Regions from separate parts of the Drosophila melanogaster genome. Here region 1 is linked to region 2. Evidence: chromatin contacts called from public Hi-C data. All regions are on one chromosome and are shown on one strand. Each heading gives the region's core, a stretch centred on a gene start, on an enhancer-like site or on the middle of the called end of the contact. The rest is flanking DNA. Distances are from core to core; before and after follow the strand shown.

Region 1 (5,665 bases), core at 1,776-4,275, 49 kb before region 2:
ACAGGGCTAGTGGCGGCGTCGGTAGGTGGGGCTCCCGCCGCAGGACACGTTCCACGGGCAATCTGCGTAAGTAGCCATCGCACGCCGACTCCTGCTCGCGGTAACCCCCCTCTGCTTAGCCTGCGCCCCTCAGCCCACGGAGGACTCCTCGAGCAGTCCCACGGATGCGCTAAACCAGGGGCACCATCACGGGCATCATGGCCACCACCACCATCACCACCACACAAGTGCCAACGTGGACGGACTGGACACACACAACCTTAAGTTGCCAGCCAGCGACTCTGACGAAAAGGCGGAGGCGATGCTGCCTCTGCGTCTGCCACTGACCTTGCCTATACGCATGGGTGCCCTGGAGTCCGACTCGCTTAACGAGACCACCTTCAGTCCAGCCAGGTAAAATGGTTAATGCTCCTCATGGTGGTCCCCAACCTTATCGTTGACACACCCACAGATTCTACAAGCCCAACTCGCGAAGGAAACGCAAGATCAAACGGATGTCCATGGAGTTCGAGTTCAGCAAGGATACATCACACACCTTCACCGAATCGCCACTGCAGCCCAGCCTGCTAAGTAGCAGCGGTTCTGCTACTGGAACCATACGCAAGCGATTGTTGAAAATTGACGCCACTGGACATCGCTCGCATTTGTTCTTCTGCGGCAAACGCAAGCGCTCAAACCGTGATCGCTACCATGAGCAGGATTCGGTTAAGCTGTACGCCTTGCCACACTCACAAGTAGATGACCAGCACGTAGAGCAACCACAGCACCAGCAGCAGAGGATGCGCCCCCGCAGCTACTCCTCCACATCGAAGCCACTCAGTGACCGCCTGCTTCCACTGAACAAGGGACTGCTGTCGAAGATCAACCGAATGGCTGCCCAGGGACAGCAGACTAAGCACACCCAAAAGACTGAGACAAAGGACAAGGACTTGAAATGTCATCGTTCTGAAGGACCCGAAGGAGTGAGCCTGGAGATGGAGGAGCTGCCCGATCAAAAGGACGCGGTCCAGAAGCTACCTTTGCCAAGTGCTGATTTTACGACCGCCAATTTTAACTCCATCAGCATGGACACCATTGTGCCTGTGACCGATATTGATGCCTTGTTATTGAGTACGCCACCAGCTGCTCCGCTGCTGCGCAAAAAGGCGCAGGGGCAGGCGCCGGGACACAGCAGCAGTAGCTCATCCAAAACGGAACGTCGCCGCCGCTTCCAAACGTTTCCACAGCCTCAGCTGCAGCTCCAAGCTCAGTCAATGGATTGTAGCGAACTTTATGACTTCTTAAGCTCTAGTTCCCTGAGCTCGTCCACCGATAGCGAGGCGGAAGTAGGTGGTCATCGACGGCACGACACCGATCGCGAGGGCGACGATGAACTCACCGACTGGCCGGGAAACGAATTCGGACCCGGAGCCAGATACGATCCAAAAAGGAAGCTTACAAAAAAATCACTACTGCCTCAAATTCGCTCGGATGACACAATTGGAGAAGATGACACTCTTATGTCTGGCACCGAAGCGGGAGCGGTGGGTATGGAACCGCCTTCGAAGTCTCCAGTCCAACTTCCAGAATCTCTTCAGGATCTTTCCCGCTTCCAACCAGCCGGCGTCTCCGAGCCTATCGAGATTCAGAATGCCTGCTCAGAGATGGAAACAAATGCAGATGGCACCATGCCGGCTTCCCGCCAAATCGAGAGTGAGATGTCCGGCGAAACCTCTAATCCGTTTCTTTCCTCGTCGCCTCCTGGACACGCCCAGGGACAGGAAGTACGTGAGATACGAGCAGGGTGTCGCCGCATCAATGGCGAGCGTCCAGGATTCAGCATCAAGATGAGCGTCAATGAGCGCATCGCCCGATTTTTGCAGGATTCGCAACAGACACAGATCCGTTTGCCGGATATAGAGCTTTATGAGACCGATAGCATGAGTAATCTGGCCACGCTCTATTCACTTACCATGGTGGTAGAGCACGGATGTACAGTGCTCACCAAAACCGGGTAAGGATAAAGGGATACTTATTCAAAGTCTATAACTAAGTTGTTGCTCTTCCAGGAACACTACGCAGACGGTGAGCATGGATCATCTTCAACAAGGTCTGCAGCCGCGTGCAGATCTCTTTGGCGATTTTAAGCGGCGCTGCTACGGTGAGGAGGGAGAGGAGGAAGGAGAGCAGCAGCAGCCGCTTCAGCAAGATCCCGGCCAGATTTAGCCCCAGAAAGCAACACTATAATCCAAACAAGACCAATCCCTAGCAAATGCAAACGTACAGCCATCAGCACTCGAGGTGAAACTCTTGGCATACGCTTGCATTTCTAGGGTGGAAGAAACCCTTAATCTATGAATGCTTTTAGCTTGTTTTTGTGAAATCTGTTCCATGTACATAAGTTGCATCGGTCCGTGTATATACTAACTGACTTCGTTAGGGAATGGCGCCAGCAAGACGGATACCGGATCCCAGATCCCGTCGGTTTGGGCTCACGCTTGGAAGCGAGCGAGATGACACGTTTCAGAGACAGAGAGAGAGGACCGACCGAAAGCCGTCGGCAGCCGTTCCACTGTACAAAATATTTAATGTAAGACCTTCAGCGAATATGAATATAAGAAATATATATGTGTGGTCATATCCGGAATACATGTGGACTTCATTTTTACCTAGAATGTGGTGGATATTTTATATAAAAGAGCAACATCCCAATACAAATCAGTAGCAAAAGTATATCTGAGTATATCTGAAAAAAATTTGAAAATAGTTCAAACTCTTTCTGTTAGTTGTACCGGTCACTGTCTATCTGAAAGCTGAATCGGTGAAACGGGTTATATTGCATACTGTTTTACGATCAAAGGGCGCGAAATTCAAATGAATTCCATCAAACTTCCCACCCTCGCGAAAAAGTTGGCGCATGCTCGATGCTCGGCACTTGGCGCTCACTTGGCAACCCTCATGTGTGTGCTGGTGAGGGTCGGAAATTGAGGGGCGAGTGGGTGGAATGGGGCAGACAGCGCCGAGCTTGCGTCAAATACGGACGCCAGTTGGACGCAGCTCGGGATTGGAGGCAGCCACGTTTCCTAGCCATCTGCCGTGTGTGTCGCAGCGACTGTGTCTGTGTGTGCCGTGCTGTGCTGTTCCGAGCCGCATGTGTGGCGCTCCGCGGACGCGATGTAAAGCGGATCCTCGCCAGCGTTTATCCTCTCATAGCCAGTAACCGGATTCGGATTAAGCTGGCCCAGCCTGTAGCCTATTCTCAGTTTTTGCCACCGCTCCTGCTCGAAACTTCTTTGTCAACCGGCGAGGCTTGTGCTTTTAACGCTTTCACCAATAACGGTATTTTTGGGGAGAGCAGCTTTAAGGGGAAATCTCCTGGCAGTGGTTCTGAATCGGTTGCACTGCATCCTGAAGGAAACAACAGTGGCCACTGGCACCGCGGAGCATTTCCACGATGCGATGCGGTTGCTCTGCTTATTGATTTTTCACCAACACTCACCCACACACATACACTCGCACGCTGGCACCCACACACTTTCAGCCGCACACACAGTCAGTGCTGGCACCTCGGCCATTTTGTGGCTGGAAAAAAAGCCATTTTGAAAGCGGAAGTGCAGCGTCAGCCATTTTCGTTGAATGTCTTCCTTTTGGTGGGCACTAACAAATGGATCTGCATGTCTTTGAGGACCTCAGCTAATGGTTTTTAAAATATTTGTCTGTACCTGGTGCGCATATGCGATATGCGAGTGAAATAACACTATTATTATCGTGATAGATTAAATTTAAACGTGAATCCAGTTTACCATTGCAATTGAACTGTGGCAACACTGCCTGAGAAAGAGAGGGAGAGTGCAGCTTTGGTGGCTTGTGGAGTCCGCGTCCGAAAGCCATACACATACACACTCGGAAAGCCGAGGTAATCTCTTATCAAGCGACGACTGCCCACCCCTTCTCCGGAGTCATCCCGTTCTTTATTGCACTTACATATTTTCTATGCACATATATGTACATGGGGAACACACAACATTAGTCGCACATCCATTCAAAAAGTTTCAGTTCATTATTGTATTGTAATTCTACCCAAAATATACCACTCTACTTTTTCTATTCCCGCAGAAGCGCTGTCATGAGACAGGAGGTGTGTGTGAGCATGTGCATCACCATCTCGCTGTCGATCGCGATCTCCCACTCCCTCCGCCTCGCGCTCTCCGTGTGAGATTTCCCGCCCAGGGTGGCGCAGTTGGAAAATGAGCACGTGCGAGGCGGCGGCCGCTGGCGAGAATGGGAGCCAGGCCAAGTCCGAGGAGAGCCAGCCGCCGGAGGATCAGAAGAAGAAGCAGCCGCAGCATGAGAGGAACGAGAAGCAGCTGGATAAGCCGCCGGAGAATTTGCCCCAAAACGGGAAAACCGAAGCAAAAGGAGCAGAAGGAGCGTGTTCACACCCCCCACTGGATGCCCTCCGGAGCTCAGTGCTCCTGGATGCCGGTGCTGCTTCGCCCTCGATAGACGCAATAGTGGCTTGCAAGGATGCACTGCTCGCCCAGAAGCTCTTTGCCAGCGGGGGTGGCTCCACGCCCGGTCCCAGTCCCACATCCTCTGCGGTGGGCGCGGGCGGTATCAGTGGCAAGGACCTGCTCAAACTCAAGGAGCCCATGCGCGTGGGCTTCTACGACATCGAGCGCACCATTGGCAAGGGAAATTTTGCAGTGGTCAAGCTGGCCCGGCATCGAATCACCAAGAACGAGGTGGCTATCAAGATCATTGACAAGTCGCAGCTGGACCAGACAAACCTACAGAAAGTCTACCGCGAAGTGGAGATCATGAAGCGCCTGAAGCACCCTCACATCATTAAGCTCTACCAGGTCAGCAGAATTTGCTGTGGCAGATCCTGCCAAGAATCGTATTCCTAATCCCGTTCTACCAATCCCACAGGTTATGGAGACCAAGAATATGATCTACATAGTGTCGGAGTATGCCAGCCAAGGAGAGATCTTCGGTGGGTTGAGGCTTCATTTTAAAAAAAATTTTTTAAACTCGGACTGTAGAGTACAGTACTCGATTTAGTTAGCAGACTTTTGAACCCACATTGCGCACAGACTTGTTGACCTTTGGACGAACAACACTAGCTTTAAATCTCTCGCATTCTCTTAAGTTGATAAGGGTTTCAATGAGATGGACTTACCTTTATATTTTATCCAGATTACATTGCCAAGTACGGGCGGATGTCCGAGTCGGCGGCGCGCTTTAAGTTCTGGCAGATCATATCGGCGGTGGAGTACTGTCACAAGAAGGGCATAGTGCATCGGGATCTCAAGGCGGAGAACCTGCTCCTGGATTTGAACATGAACATCAAAATAGCGGATTTCGGGTTCTCCAATCACTTCAAGCCGGGAGAATTACTGGCCACCTGGTGCGGATCACCGCCGTACGCAGCTCCCGAGGTTTTCGAGGGAAAGCAATATACGGGTCCAGAGATTGATATTTGGGTAAGTGGTGCGAAGTATACGTGTCAATTTATCCAAAAATGTATAATTTCCTGCAGTCACTGGGCGTCGTGCTTTATGTGCTGGTATGTGGGGCCCTGCCCTTCGACGGATCCACGCTGCAGAGCCTCCGGGATCGGGTGCTTTCCGGTCGCTTTCGCATTCCGTTTTTTATGAGCTCCGAGTGCGAGCACCTCATTCGC
Region 2 (5,338 bases), core at 1,299-3,798:
GTCTTTCTTGTCTGTGATTGGCAAGGATTCCATTTCGTTGCCATCCGCGACATGCTGTTCCTTGACCTGGCCAGGCGTCACTCCACTTGCAGCTCGTGACTCTGATGCTGCGGCAGGCGGCTCCTCGGACTTGACTTCTTTGGCTTCTTTCAGATCCTTGATGGACTTTCGTCCGCGTATAACGGGCGCCAAAGATCGCTCCACGGAGCTCTTTCTTTGGCCACCCGATCCCGTTGGTTCCTCGGTGTCTAGCTCTCCGTCGCCGACCTCACGTCTACTTGTCGTGGGCGAGATGATCAGAAGCAGTGGCGACGAGTGCCGGGTAACCCTCACGCTCTTGGCCGCCACTCCATCACTGGCGGTAGGCGTGACGGCTGGCGTAAGGGTTGGCGTAGGCGTGGACCTAGGAGTTTTGGAGACTGGATTCGATTCCAGCTCTTTTTCGCCTTCCAGCTCTGCTGTTACTGTTGGCTCCTTAGCGGGCTCCACTGACAAAGTTGAGGTGCGTGTTTTGCTTATGATAGACATCTCTTCGCCGACGCCCATTGCTGGCTCCTCGCTGCTGTCTGGAATCTCCACACTGGCATTGGCATTATCATCCAGGGGGGCAGCTGCTGCTGTGGATTCGTCAGCTCCTCCAGAGCCTCCTGGCACCTTCCGGCTAGACATTCTCGAGGGGCCCTGGGCAGCTGCTGCCGACGTTGCTGCTCCTATGATGGCCGCTCCCCCGACGCCTTCTGGCGCTGCTGCTCCACCACCTCCTGTTGTTCCCTGCGATCCGATGCTGATTGTGTCCAGTTCGAGTCGCAGTGATTTGGTCCCATTGGTTGACTGTGATGTGAAGAATATCTGCAAGGACGCGAAGAAGGGGAAAAAGAAAGTTACTAAGTCGTATTACTAATCCGCCATGTGGGAATAACGTTCTAATTGGCAAAGCAAAAACAGCTCAACCCAGAAGTAGGTTAAATTCTGCACTAGATTTAAAAAACAAAAAGAAACGCCATTCTGGGTTTCTTTTGCATCCTTTCAACTTTAATTATAATGCTCTTATAAAATCGTTCTGGAAGACCAAAATATTTTCGTTATCTTCTAAATTCAAACTTGTTAAGTGAATGGAAATCCCATCCCACCTGTAAAATCCCTGATAAGCATTGAAAACTTTGATAAGCCTTTGGATTGCTAAGTCATAATGTATATGCTCACTTAGATAAATCAAATTTTTAGTTGTAACTCAACATTGTTGTGTTTTCTCCAAACTAATCAACTATTAAGTCGATTCAATCCAACTAAAAGAATATTATCAAAGGACTTTAATCTCCAAACTTCAGTATAACAGCTAATCTGAGCCGAAGCGAAATCCTAAGCGGTAATGTGGTAAACTTAGTTTTATGGCCCTGGCTTTCACCTGGCCGAAAGTAAGCCGCTCTCTTAGCCCCTTTTAGCTCATTCAATCCCCAGGACAATCCGATCCGATCCGTTCACTCGATTCCGATTCGGAGTCCAGTAACGCGACTAGAACATTAAACATGCTTTTGCGGTTTCCAGAAACCCCCTCTTCTCCTTGCCAGCCACTGTCCAGCTCCATTGCCCCTCTTTTCTATCGCTGCTGAAAACAAGTTTTGGCAGCAGCTGGGAGCTGCGAGAATGCGAGGAAAGCAAAACGAGAAAAGAGCAGAGGAGACGAGTGGCGTGTAGAGGAGAGAAGAGCAGAGTCGGAAGAAGCAGCAACTGGGCAAGGCTGAGAAGAGAAGCTGAAGAGTCGATGAGATGTTGAATAATCCTCAAATTGGTTAGGTATCCTGCTTCTGCTGTTGCCGCTTGCTGGTCCTCCTTCTTCATCTTCTTTCTCCGCTTCTTCGTGGCCTGACGATCAGAGTAGCTTTTGGCTTATGATTTTAATTTCGATTCTGACATGCGCCATTTTAGCGCGAGTGCGAGATTTCAGATTGCAGTTCGCACCGGCGAAGAAACGCGGAAAACTCACACGGACACGACACGCACACTAACAACTAGCATAACTGTCACAGCGACGACAGCAACAAAGCAGGCGAAAAGGAAGTGAAAGAGAATGGCAATAACAAAATGAAGACTCCGCTGTCGTATCGATGTGTGTACATGTACACAGATATACCACCAAGTAGAACTCACACAGACGCACGGCACAGTGTGCAAAAACGCCGCGATTGTAAACACGGGCAGACAGTCAGTTGGACGGAACGGAAGAAGCGGAGTACCTGAAGCGAACGGAAACTGGCAGCAGTTTTCACTAGGCGGAAAAGTTACCAAAGAATTGGCAGAGCTGCCATCCTCTTCGTGCGCTAGGCAAGGGGGGAATTCGTGGAGAGTTTCCGCAGAGTTGCAGCAAAAACCGCAAGGGACGGCTAGGAGGGAACAGCGAGGCGACACGAGACGGGACGAAGAACCAGAACAGCACACAAAAATGGGTGGCAGTGACGTACATGCACACCCAAAGCGAGCGCACACAGACACGAGCAGCGCACAGGCACACGCACACTCACTCACACACACTCACAGGCAGTAGCGAGCACAGAAAATTTCTTTTTCACCAGGTTTTCGCAAAAATACGAACGCGAGCATTAATAAACGAACGCCTGCCGTTTTCTCATTTGGCAGTACGGCGAGTACATCTTTTCACCAGGCACTTTGCACACAAAACACAAACAAGCGAGTTGACGAGGAAAACCCTTTGCATGGCTTTTCATTTCGTTTTCTTTTCCTTTTTGTTCCTTTCATTCATCGCCTTGCCTTACTTTTCCGCAGGTACTCACCGAATAGCAACAAACAAAAAAAAATAATAATAAAATAAAATGCAGAACCCGAACAAGAGTTGTGAACGCAAACACGGTGCGAAGCGAAATAACGAGCCAAGATGAAGAGCAAAAGAGCGACGCTCGGCCCGACGGCGCAAAACCTCAATTCGCCACAACTCGCCACGACTCTTCGTCTCGCTCTTCGCCGCACGATATTATGCACTATCGGCCCCGATTTGCTTTCGGATTTGGCTTGGCGTGCATGCAACCCTGCTTGTGGGCGGCGGGGAGGGCTGCCTGTCCTGCCGTCGCCAGGATGTATTCCTCGTCGCCATCATGAGTTCAAAGAAGTTGCATTCGGATAGCTTTGTCCTGACTAATTAAACTTTTAATTTTTTACTTTTCCCTTGGGAATGCTTTTGAAATTAATAATTTTCATATCTTGCATTTATACAGATTTGATTTATGTCAGTCATATTAAAAAGCATAATCGCGCGTAAATTGAAACATTTGCTGGGTCAACTTCTATAAATAATGGGAACATTGAAATTCCAACTGACAATGCACTTAAAAAATAATAATAAAAATAAGTAAAATAGTCAATAAATACAATTGTTTTAAAAATTGTTTTGCACTCATTGCAACAAAAGGATTGACGTTACCACTTGGGATGTTTCGCAACTCTGTTTTTGTAGGGAAGTGAACAGGTCGACGTGCGTTTTCGTCCGGTGTACGTGTTGTTTTTGGCAAATGTTTGTTCGCTCTTTTCGCCGCGACGTCGGCTGTTGTTGTTGGTGCTGCTGATGCGTCTTTTTTTCTGCGTCGGTAAAAAGCAAAAAAAGGACTCGGCAAAATAACATGTCGTTGATTCGGGGGTGGTAATTGGGAAGAAGCGAGCGCCACCACCGAGCGCCAGACTTGCCCTACTCCTTTTCGGTTTTCCTGCGGATTTTCCCTGGTTTTCCTCAACTTGTGATGCTGTGGCGTAGGTTGTTGCACGTTTCACAAGCTTCCATTTCCCGAAAGGGAGGGCGGCAGGCGGCTAGATCTGAATCTGAATCCTGCAAGTGTCAGGCGACGTCCTTAGCCCAACTCCCACCCGCTCTCAAGGGTTCTCCCGTTTATCCACTTTCGCACCCGCCCAAGGACCATTGCGATTATGTAGATGCCGACATTTGTATGTTCTTATGTACATATGGATATATGTACGTGTAACTGGGTTAAAGGCAAAGGCCTTAATTGCTTGGGAAATGAGGGAAAATCAATAGCTTTATGCATGGTTCTTCCGCCCGCTTTCCATTCGGCCGCTTCTGGAGGGACTAGAAAAGCGATTTTCCCGAACTGGGTCAAGTGCGTGGCCAGGACTTCCATTTCCGTCGCCACTGACATCACCAACTAGTAACCAAGGCCATTGCGATCGATTATCCTAGTTGCTTGCCCGCCCTGGCGTCTTTCTTACCTTTCTCCTTTGATCCTGACTAAGATTGGGTGAATCTCGCGATTCTTAAACTAGTTTTCGCCACGGAAATACTTTCGCACGACGCCCACTTGAATAATTCCACCTAGAAAACGATTTTTCTTTGCGGGCGCACATCAACATGTACATCTACATTGGCAGCCGCACACACACGCTTTGTGTGTTTTGTGTTGTGTGTGGCTGCGCCAAAGGCAATTGGAAAACGTAATGGCCGACAAAACGAAAACGCCACGCAGCAAAGAAGAAGCAGCGATAGGCGAAGTGAGCAAAGAGCAATCGGCGATAGGTGGATAAAAAGAAAACTTCCGGCAGCCCCGAAGCTCAACAAAAAGAACGTAGCTGCGGACTACAGTAAAATGAGAAGCACACACACAGCATACACACACATATGAACATGAAAACCCACGTGAATTAGAGAGCGGCAGAGAGCGACAGAGAAAGAAAAAGATCGCGGCGAATTGGCAGAGTTTTTAGAAGCCCCGTATTTGTTGTCGTCTTGCCACGATTTTCCCCATTTTCCCAGATGTGCGGCTGAATATGCGTGTGTGAGTGCCCCGCAATTCGCAGACGGCGAGAAAACAGTTAAATTCCGCACGCAAACAAGGCTTTTACGATGGCCTCTCACACACGCACACCGGCGCACTCATTTTGCGCTCTTCGCCGTTGCCACGCTCTTCATCGGTCTCCTCTTTTCGTCATTGCAGCGTCATTCGTTTTCGTGTCGAATGGCCGCCATATTGGTTTTGTATTTTCTGACGCTTTTTTCGCCCCATTAGCGCATTTCAACCAGCTATTTTCCGTTCCCATTCGATCGTACTCGACGGGTCCTAACTGTTTTATGTTTGAAATGAGTTGTTTAGTGGCATTTTGGGGAAGAAATTCAAGGTGGAAATTGGCCCATTAGCATTGGCCGTTCCCCTGCCCATCTTCCAACCCTTCGTCAACCTGCTTGACTCGGCATCTAGGGTGCCCGTTTTCTTCCATTCTTTTACTTTGCAGCAGAATTGGTAAGGGTATTCCATAAACGGCTTATTGCTGACTAAATTGCACCTGCTAACTGGTTACCTGCTGCGTTTAGTTTAGTTGGTGT

The links. A called contact is a pair of places that touch in the nucleus more often than the background predicts.
Region 1: a contact with region 2 is called in a Hi-C map of the Kc167 cell line, with 2.3 times the contacts expected there. The contact joins the promoter of Sik2 here to the promoter of east in region 2. A contact is called at or near these places in 35 of 107 Hi-C or Micro-C datasets (the D17-c3 cell line, the Kc167 cell line, the ML-DmBG3-c2 cell line and 13 more) and 3 of 6 datasets of contacts at active chromatin or transcription factors (the Kc167 cell line and the S2 cell line).

The regions. Positions count from the first base shown.
Region 1 is chrX:2,059,275-2,064,939 of dm6, reverse strand. It overlaps Sik2 (Salt-inducible kinase 2), which reads left to right and starts at 3,025. Exons shown (of 9, transcript NM_130616.3): 1 at 3,025-3,318; 2 at 4,096-4,841; 3 at 4,912-4,975; 4 at 5,179-5,465; 5 at 5,522-5,665. The coding sequence starts at 4,227. It overlaps CG4281, which reads left to right. Exons shown (of 4, transcript NM_130617.4): 1 at 1-66; 2 at 120-393; 3 at 452-1,993; 4 at 2,049-2,627. The coding sequence ends at 2,205.
Region 2 is chrX:2,009,853-2,015,190 of dm6, reverse strand. It overlaps east (enhanced adult sensory threshold), which reads right to left and starts at 2,548. Exons shown (of 8, transcript NM_001258556.2): 1 at 2,534-2,548; 2 at 1-849. The coding sequence starts at 669. lncRNA:CR45478 (long non-coding RNA:CR45478) reads right to left here and starts at 5,234. Exons shown (of 1, transcript NR_123772.1): 1 at 4,904-5,234. It overlaps mir-2496 (mir-2496 stem loop), which reads right to left and starts at 4,891; the gene lies at 4,774-4,891.